Linked DNA regions of Mus musculus: region 2 is linked to region 1. A link is a contact called in public Micro-C data. All regions are on one chromosome and are shown on one strand. Each heading gives the region's core, a stretch centred on a gene start, on an enhancer-like site or on the middle of the called end of the contact. The rest is flanking DNA. Distances are from core to core; before and after follow the strand shown. Region 1 has its middle 34 kb from the start of Cfap20. Region 2 holds the start of Cfap20 (cilia and flagella associated protein 20).

What was found. Hi-C and Micro-C count contacts between places; a contact is called where the count stands out from the background.
Region 2: a Micro-C map of muscle stem cells shows a contact between it and region 1, with 2.7 times the contacts expected there. The contact joins the promoter of Cfap20 here to the enhancer-like site in region 1. A contact is called at or near these places in 5 of 39 promoter capture datasets (3T3-L1-derived adipocytes, the HPC-7 cell line, embryonic stem cells and 2 more), 9 of 484 Hi-C or Micro-C datasets (CD4 T cells, the G1E-ER4 cell line, embryonic fibroblasts and 2 more), 11 of 115 datasets of contacts at active chromatin or transcription factors (the HPC-7 cell line, the SCID.adh cell line, bone marrow-derived macrophages and 6 more) and 3 of 9 other capture datasets (adipose tissue, liver and pancreatic islet).

What each region holds. Positions count from the first base shown.
Region 1 is chr8:95,398,982-95,403,229 of GRCm38.p6, reverse strand. No RefSeq gene overlaps it. Among named protein-coding and RNA genes, the nearest start is that of Cfap20, 34 kb to the left of the region's middle. Within about 2 kb of position 1,894, at least 7 of the 459 cell types and tissues checked have an H3K27ac peak or open chromatin away from gene starts, as enhancers often do. A contact at or near this core is called in muscle stem cells, where this site is marked.
Region 2 is chr8:95,432,272-95,436,343 of GRCm38.p6, reverse strand. Cfap20 (cilia and flagella associated protein 20) reads left to right here and starts at 1,475. Exons shown (of 6, transcript NM_008187.2): 1 at 1,475-1,856. The coding sequence starts at 1,773.

The DNA of each region.
Region 1 (4,248 bases), core at 645-3,144:
TTTGCAAAATAAACTGAATGTGGTGGTGCACGCCATTAATCCCAGCACTGAGGAGGCAAAGGCAGATGGATCTCTGTGAGTGCGGGGCCAGTGCACAATGGGACACTGTCTCAACTCAACACACACACACATACATGTATGTATGTGTGTGTGTGTATATACATATATACATGTGTGTATATATATATACATGTATGTGTGTGTGTGTGTGTATACACATGTGTATATATACATACATTCACAATAAATTACATTTTAAAATAGAGTAAAATTGCTAATCATAGAGAAACAGCCAACACAATTGACCATGTAGACTGGGGAAGCTTGATTTTGCATGGGCAGACCTTCCACCGCCTTGTAAGCTTCAGTCACACTTTCCAGGAAGCAGCTGTCCTGAAGAGTGGGGTCCAGACAGCTCTCTATTTGCACATGGGGCTCTCTCAGGAATCAATGAATACACACACTTTTGCAAAACTCTTTTTTTTTTTTTTTTGCAAAACTCTTAGTTGTAGTGTTTGGCTGTCATCATGCAGAGTGGCCCACCCAGTCACTCTAGCCTGGTGTATAGCGGCCATACTGTACTTCCCACTGGGCATGCTTGCACTGAACAAAATAAAGTTTTATCAGCACTGAAAAATGTCCACCATTGTATAAGCTGATCAAGTGTGAGAGTCACCATGCATATACACAAACCACCAAGGTGTTCTATTAAAATGCAAGTTGATTGGGCAGATCAGGGGCTCAAAACTAGATTCTGCATCTCCCATAAGTTTCCAAGTCATGCCAGCATCCGGGGGTCCTGGTCAGAAGAGAGCCTGAAATGTTCATGTATTCGCATGTAGCTCATCTCAGTTCCGAAGAAAGGACCTGAGGTAGCTTAGCTAAACCACATATAATGTTAGAGTGTCTTCAGAGCTGAAAATGAGAGCAAAAGGCCAGGCTGGACAAATGGCTCAGTGGTTAAGAGCACTCACTGGCTGCTCTTCCAGGGGACCAGGGTTCAATTCCCAGCACCCACATGTCAGCTCACAACTGTCTGTAACTCTTGTTCCAGGGGATCCAACACTCTTACATAGACATACATGTAGTCAAAACACCAATGTACATGAGAGAGAGAGAGAGAGAGAGAGAGAGAGAGAGAGAGAGAAAGGCAGGAAGGTTAGGTCTCCAGCTGTGCACAGGTCTGTGCAGACATGCTTTTTGCTTCATTTCTGCTTGGGGTGTCTGAGTTCTTGTGGTTTGGAGGGCAAAGGCAGTGATCGCACTGGCTCCGGAAAAAGAGGAAAGTGTGTGTCATCTCATTCCTCACAAACTATGGCTAGAGATGGTGTGTGCTGGGTCAAAGGCTACAGGCAGGAGGAAGGCTTTGTGAAGGAGGCTTTTGAGGATATAGGTGATGCCAACCCAGGCTGTTGAGAATGGTAGATGGAACAGCAAGAGTATAGAGAGGCCAGGAGTACAGAAGCATCTTTTGTTTGGCAGAACAGACTTTTTTTTTCCCCCTGAGACAGGGTTTCTCTGTGTAGCCCTGGCTGTCCTGGAACTCACTTTGTGGACCAGGCTGGCCTCGAACTCAGAAATCTGCCTGCCTCTGCCTCCCGAGTGCTGGGATTAAAGGTGTGCGCCACCATGCCCGGCTGGCAGAACAGACTTATCCCTTTCATTGGATTTCTGGGCTGTAGACCCAGGCATGAAGTGACTTGGTTGGAGCCACAGGTGGGCAGACTTGGGTACTGTGGGGTGGGAGGCCACCCATCATAGTCTCCTTCTGCTCTCTTCTTCTTTCTTCTCCCAATCAACGGGAGCAAGGCTGTTCTGGACTCGGGGATGTGGCAGCCTTCTTACCACAGGCCCCGGCCACCTGCTGCAGCTCCGTGGGTGTGAGGCTGTGGGTGGGGGTTCTCTTGTTCCGGTCCTTCCCCTAATCCCTGGCAGCTGTTCTCTGACCCAGGGAAAGGGACTAGTTATTTTGAGTGGGCCACTGGCATCTGACCAGGAAACATGAATGACTGAGGCAAGGACTGGCAATGAGGCAGGCAAGCAGAACCAGAGCTGAGTTCAGCAGAGGGTGGCCCACGCTGGGGAGGAAAGAGCTGGGCCAGGGAGGATGCAGGCCAGAAGAGGCTTCAGAAGACAGCGTAGAAGACAGCGTTGGAAGTCTGAGTCCAGTCTGCATTGACTGCAGGGCTGGGGGGGCGGGGGGCGGGGCCAAGACCAGGCAGGGATGAAGATGGACTAGCTTCCCATCTTGGTCCCTGTGACCCTGGAAGAAGGAAAGAAGGAAAGGGAGGGACCAAGGCTAGTATGGCTGAAGAAGACATGATGCATTATCTTTTTTTTTTAAAGATCTATTTATTTATTATATGTAAGTACACTATAGCTGTCCTCAGATACTCCAGAAGAGGGCATCAGATTTCGTTATGGATGGTTGTGAGCCACCATGTGGTTGCTGGGATTTGAACTCCGGACCTTCAGAAGAGCAGTCGGCGCTCTTAACCACTGAGCCATCTCTCCAGCCCCCATGATGCATTATCTTACCCGTGCTTCTAGGAAAGCCCTCCCGGGGTCAGAAAGCAGACTCTGTGGGGACTTCACATCTTCCTAGGTGTCTCACATTCCTGTCTGTTGAGGAGTCTGGTGAACATGAGCCTCTAGGCCTGGAAATGTCAAGTGATCCAGTGATACTAGCATCACTTAGGACAGGCCAACTTGGACTTAAAGCCCAACTCTTTGTACTTATGACTTCATTCCCTCCGAACCCATGGGCTACCTCACTGAGCCTTCCCTTGTGGAAATGGGAGCAGCATGCACCTCCTGGGAGTGGGAGGGCTTAGATCCATGCATGGTGTGTTACCATGGTAACCACAACTGTCACTGGGATGTTGTGGTGGTTGGCATGGCTCTTGGGCCTTGACTATTTTCATAGAAATACCTGGAGGGGCTCTGTAGTAAGGGGGATGCTGATAGTCTTATCAGGAGGAGGACTGTGGACTCAAGAAAGGCATTAAGGACCAAGAGGAACACACTGGACCATGTACCCTGAGAGGGGCAGGCTCAGCCCCTGGACTGCCTGGTACTGAACTAGTGGGATGAGGAAATGAGTGCATGAATGAATGAATGAATGAATGAATGAGTGAATGAATGAGTGAATAAATGAGTGAATGAATGGACGGATGGATGAGTGAATGAATGAATAAGTGAGTGAATGAATGGATGGGTGAATGAGTAAATAAATGAATGAGTGAATAAATAAATGAGTGAATGAATGGATGGATGAATGAACAAATGATGGCTCCCCAGAGTGTGACAAGCTCTAGTGAAGTCCTAGACTGGGCAGTGAGCAAGATATTGCCATCTATTCCCTCTCTAGTGTTTGAACAAAGTAATAGAGAAAAACAGGGTTACCAGACCTTGAAATAGACCCAGAGAACTGGAGGCCATAGGTCTATTCTCCATCTGCCTTCCCTCTCCCCAGCTGCCTGGAGTGGCAAGAGGAGGGAAATAGGAAGAGGAAGGCAATGTCCCCCGGGGTCCTGGGAAGAGCTCATCCTGACCACAAACCTCTCCCTGAGTGACCAGAGAGCCTTGGTGTACCAGCCATGCCACTGAGCGGGCAGAGCCACGACTCTCCAGAGTGGCCTCCATAGCAGAAAGAGTCCAGAGAGGGGGCCAGTGGGTGGTCAGGAAGAGAAAGTGCTCTTTGGGGGTAGGATGTGCGCTGTCCTCACTGAGAGCGAGCTGAGGAACAATGATGGTTGACCTGGGAGAGGAGAGCAGAGGTGGGGGACTCTAGGTGCAAGGAACCATATTCACAAGGTCTGGGGCTAGACTGGGTCTGAAGGGACCTGGAGTGTGAGGGTGGAGGGAGGAGGGGTTAGAGGGACACCTGGTGTGGGGCGCCAGTCTCGGCTCACTCCAGCCTGAGGCTCCATCCAGCCCACAGAGAGCAGCTGCACCTAAGCGTCTGTCTTGAGGGCAGGTGAAGGCCTCCGGCAGAGTACAGCCGCCGCTGTGTCTCCATGTCTCCATGTCTCCACCCCACCTCAGGCTCTGATGATAAGCGGCCCTGCTCCCACCCATGCCCCACCTGCACAGAGAGGGGCCAGCTTGCTGTTCTAGAGGCCACTGTCCAGTCACCAGGGGTAAGGGTTGGTAGGATGGATGGGCAAGACAAGGAATCTGAGGGACGGACGTGTCAGGGCTGAGGAAGATGGCGTTTGGCTTTTATAAGGAACTGTCTTTCCCACT
Region 2 (4,072 bases), core at 226-2,725, 34 kb before region 1:
CTACCCACCCACTCCCACTTTTTGGCCCTGGCGTTCTCCTGTACTGGGGCATATAAAGTTTGCAAGTCCAATGGGCCTCTCCTTCCAGTGTATACCATCATTTCTTATCTTGAATCTTTTTCCTGAGGATTTTGTTTAAGATTTCTATTTATTTATGTTTTGTTTCTGAGTTCTCTATCTGTATGTACACCTTCAGGCCAGAAGAGGGCATCAGTTCCCATTACAGATGGTTGTGAGCCACCATGGGGTTGCTGGGAATTGAACTCAGGATCTTTGGATGAGCAACCAGTGCTCTTAACAGCGGAGCCATCTCTCCAGCCCCGAGGATATTTTGAACAACTTAAAAACAATCAAGCTATAAATTATTCACTTGGCTTAGAGTACATAAAGAATTCCCAGATATCATGCAAAAATTAATTCCATATAACAAGTTTCATTTTTATATAGTAATAGATTCACATAGTTTTCACGATATCTAGAAATTCTGGCTGGAGTACTCAAAGCTTTGGTGTGAGGGTAGAGTGAGTTAATACAGGGTAAGGCATCACATATACCCGTCACATAGTAAATGTGTAAACTTTGCAACTATGATCGTTAAAATTGCTAAAGTGATCGTCTGTGCTTCAAACTCTTTTCTGTGCGCCAGAACACAGGCCTGGGTGGAACACCATTTAGGAAGACGCTCAGCGACTGGTGGAAGTCTTCCACACTTGAGATTTCCTTCTACTTGAAATACACAGCGTATGTCTTTCCTACAATATTCCAGAAATTGACACACTTTTTTTAAAAAAATCAGCTGTCGGTTCAACTCAACTATTCCACTTTTAAGATTTTATTAATTTTTGTTTATATCTTAATATTCCGGCTTTCTTCTTTTCGAATCAATGCATTTAAAGAGATACGCTTTCCCCCAGAGTATTGCTTTTACAGCAGCTCATTCACTGTAACTTGATAATTAAAGGTGATGATGTAAATTGGGCAATCAATACTGGTTCATTAGCTCACACGTTCTCCTGGGCCAACCAATATTTGTTTTTTGCGACAGGGTGTCTCTGAGTCCTGGCTGTCCTGGAGCTCGATATGTAGACCTCAAATTCAGAGATCTTTCTACCTCTGCTGGGATTTAATCCGGTACTAGGATTAAAATCTGGAGTCAACACACCCAGGGATAATATTTATCTGTCGTTGGCACAAAGCCACCTTCCTCACTCTTCCCGCCCTTCGGGGGAGGGGTCTGGCATGACTCCACCCCTCCACGCGCCTCCCGGTTCCCATGACACCACGCAGGCACTGTAAACACGTGAGGTAAACTTAAAGTCTCCTTCCGCTGTTCTAAACCAAGTCTGGGCCCCGGCGGGGAGGGGCGGGGAATAGTCCCTTGGCAACCAAGTTCCGCGCCCGAGGGGGCAGGAAGGGGCGGGCCTAAGGGCGGAAGGAACCGGAAACCGTTCTTTCTGCGGCAGGACTGGGCAATGCGCCTCCGAGGGGCGGGCCCAAGCGTGCGGAGGGATCCGTGGCGGGCCGAGGCGGCGCTCCGCCTCCTCTCCGGCAGGCTCGGCGGCGCGGGCGGCAGTTGCTGTGGTTTCGGTGCTGAGGTGGCTCGGTGCTCACCGAGGCTTACGGATCTGCGTCACGCCGCCGCTTCCCGCCGTCAGTGGCTGCAGCTCTCAGCGTCCTACCTTCGGACCGGCGGCACCCGCTCTCTTTCGCCGCTCGGTGCCGATCTCCAATCCCGGGCCTAGGGCGGCGGCTGCGGGGCCGCGGCTGGCGAGATGTTCAAGAACACGTTCCAGAGTGGCTTCCTTTCCATCCTCTACAGCATCGGCAGCAAGCCCCTGCAGATCTGGGACAAAAAGGTGAGCGGTGGGGGCGGGACGGGGGTGGGGCCGACTAGCCGCCCACGTGATGGAGTGGCTACCGAGCCTTGACGTCCCGGTCAGTAGAATGGGGGCAGAGTGCCCACAGCCTAGCTTGAAACGCATAGCACTTTGAAGAAAGACATGCATGTGTTCGCTGGTGCCAAGCACTGTTGCTGCACTCCATACGGAGGGCCTTTTCCCCGGACATCCTGAGCACCGGCCAAGCCAGACTTGTTCTGATCCCATTCATTAGCTCCATCCGTCGACAGCCAAACCTTTGGAACTTGCTGCGAGCCCTCTGTAACTTAGAGTCCGTACTATTCTTCCTGTACTGGCCTTCTCCATTGGGAAACCTGCAAAAAGGTGATTGTTAGGGGCTTCTCGAGAGCCAGTATCAAGCCTCTGTATTTTTATCCAGCCGTCCTCTAGAATGGATGGTGTTTTTGCTTGCCACATGAGATGGTGGCCTTCCCTGTTCACTTTTGGAGATATTAAGATCTAGATGAAATGCCTTGCCGTTTCTTTTCTCATGAAGATTCCTGGGGCAGTGAGCTGGACCGTTTTTTTGTTTTGTTTTGTTTTTGAATATAAAGTGGTCACTCTAATGTGGAAGCCAGGTGATTTAGGGAATATCTTTAGTTCTGCCCTCGGCTGGGGAAGATGGAGAGAGGTGATATGCCTAGTGTGGTGTTCATAGAGATGTATATAGAATGGGTGGAGTAAGTCAAGATTATTCGTAGTAGGACTAGAACAATGTCTTTCCTAATTCACAGAGAAGGGCTTTGAGACACACAGTGGTTGACAGAGTACCTGCATTGCCTTCTGTTTGTCACTGCTAGGCAGTCGTGTGTTCTGAGGACAGCTTTGAGAGAAACCTGTTGGGAGTGTCTTGTCATTTGGCTAAGACAGTTGAGAGTTCCTCAAGATCTGGCCTTTGGTATGTAAGCAGTCTGACCAACTCTTTCAGATCCATAGCTAGAGTTATGTCAAGAGTATCCCATAGGAAGCGGACCCTTAGCTCCCCCCATCCCACAATCTCCTGAGTGTTCGTTCACTTTGAAATGAAGCAGCAGGAGCTCTTAAATGAGACCTGCAGGGAGAACCCAGAGACAGTCCACCTGGCAGTGTTGGGAGGGTGCTCACCAGCCTTGGTATCTTGCCTGTTCTGCACAGCCAGAGGGCACAGAGAGAGAGCAGGCTTGTGTGCTGCTTGAACTTGGAAACTGAGCTGTCTGAAGTGTTGGTGTAAAGCAGTCAGAACAGGGCTGGAGAACATGCTGTTTTGAGATGGGAAAGAAGTGTCGGAGCGTCTATCAGAGGGTTCATTTACCCCCTGGCTTTTCTCTGTGATGTGTTTTATTCTTTCAAGCCCGAGTTTTTGACTAGTCAACATGTTTACACATGGCATAGAAAGCAGAGTAACCATGGTGCACTGTGTCCCTTAACAACGCCTCTAAAGGTCCAGTGGTACCCTGATGACATAAACAACATACACAACATTATTAGGGCAGAGTCACATGGAGCAAATTAAACAGACATTCTTGCAAAAACAGGAATTAATTACGTTTCTAACTCTTGTTTGGATTTGACAAACTAGTGTTTAAGGGAGAAGTTTTCTCCAACTGAGGCAAGAGGGGGCAAGAGAAAAAGAAGAAGTTTAGGCCTATCCACATCAGCTTTATTGTATTCAGGCTTTTCCTCAGTTAAGCGATCTCAGTAACTGGGGATGCAGTCCAGTCAAGGAAACACTGGAGTTGGTCATGTTTATCAATGATTTATTGAGCAACATCTGAGTGATAGGCCTTGTACAAAGAAAATCACCCTTCTCCTGGGAACTAAGGCAAAGCTGTAATAAGGTCAGAGTCTGGTTGTAGGGTAGGGGCGACAGGGCTGTCTACATTACCAACCTGTGCCTTGGCCCTTTGCCAGGAGGCACTACACACTGACTGGGATGATTATTTTGAGTCCTTATTTTGATATCACAAGTATTTACTATTCTGACTTTTGCGTTTGTGCACAGAGAAAATGCCTATTTGGTTTCTATGAAAAACGATCTTGAAAGATTAGGTGTAGCATCTGCTTAGGCTTCTGAAATTAAGGTGATGTAGTCATTGTCCTTTGGCTTTTCCTCTCCTAAACCTCTAATGTGGCACTGAGGCAGCGCTGAGACTAACTAGTTGTCCAGGCTCACTCACCGGTTCCACTCCCTCCTT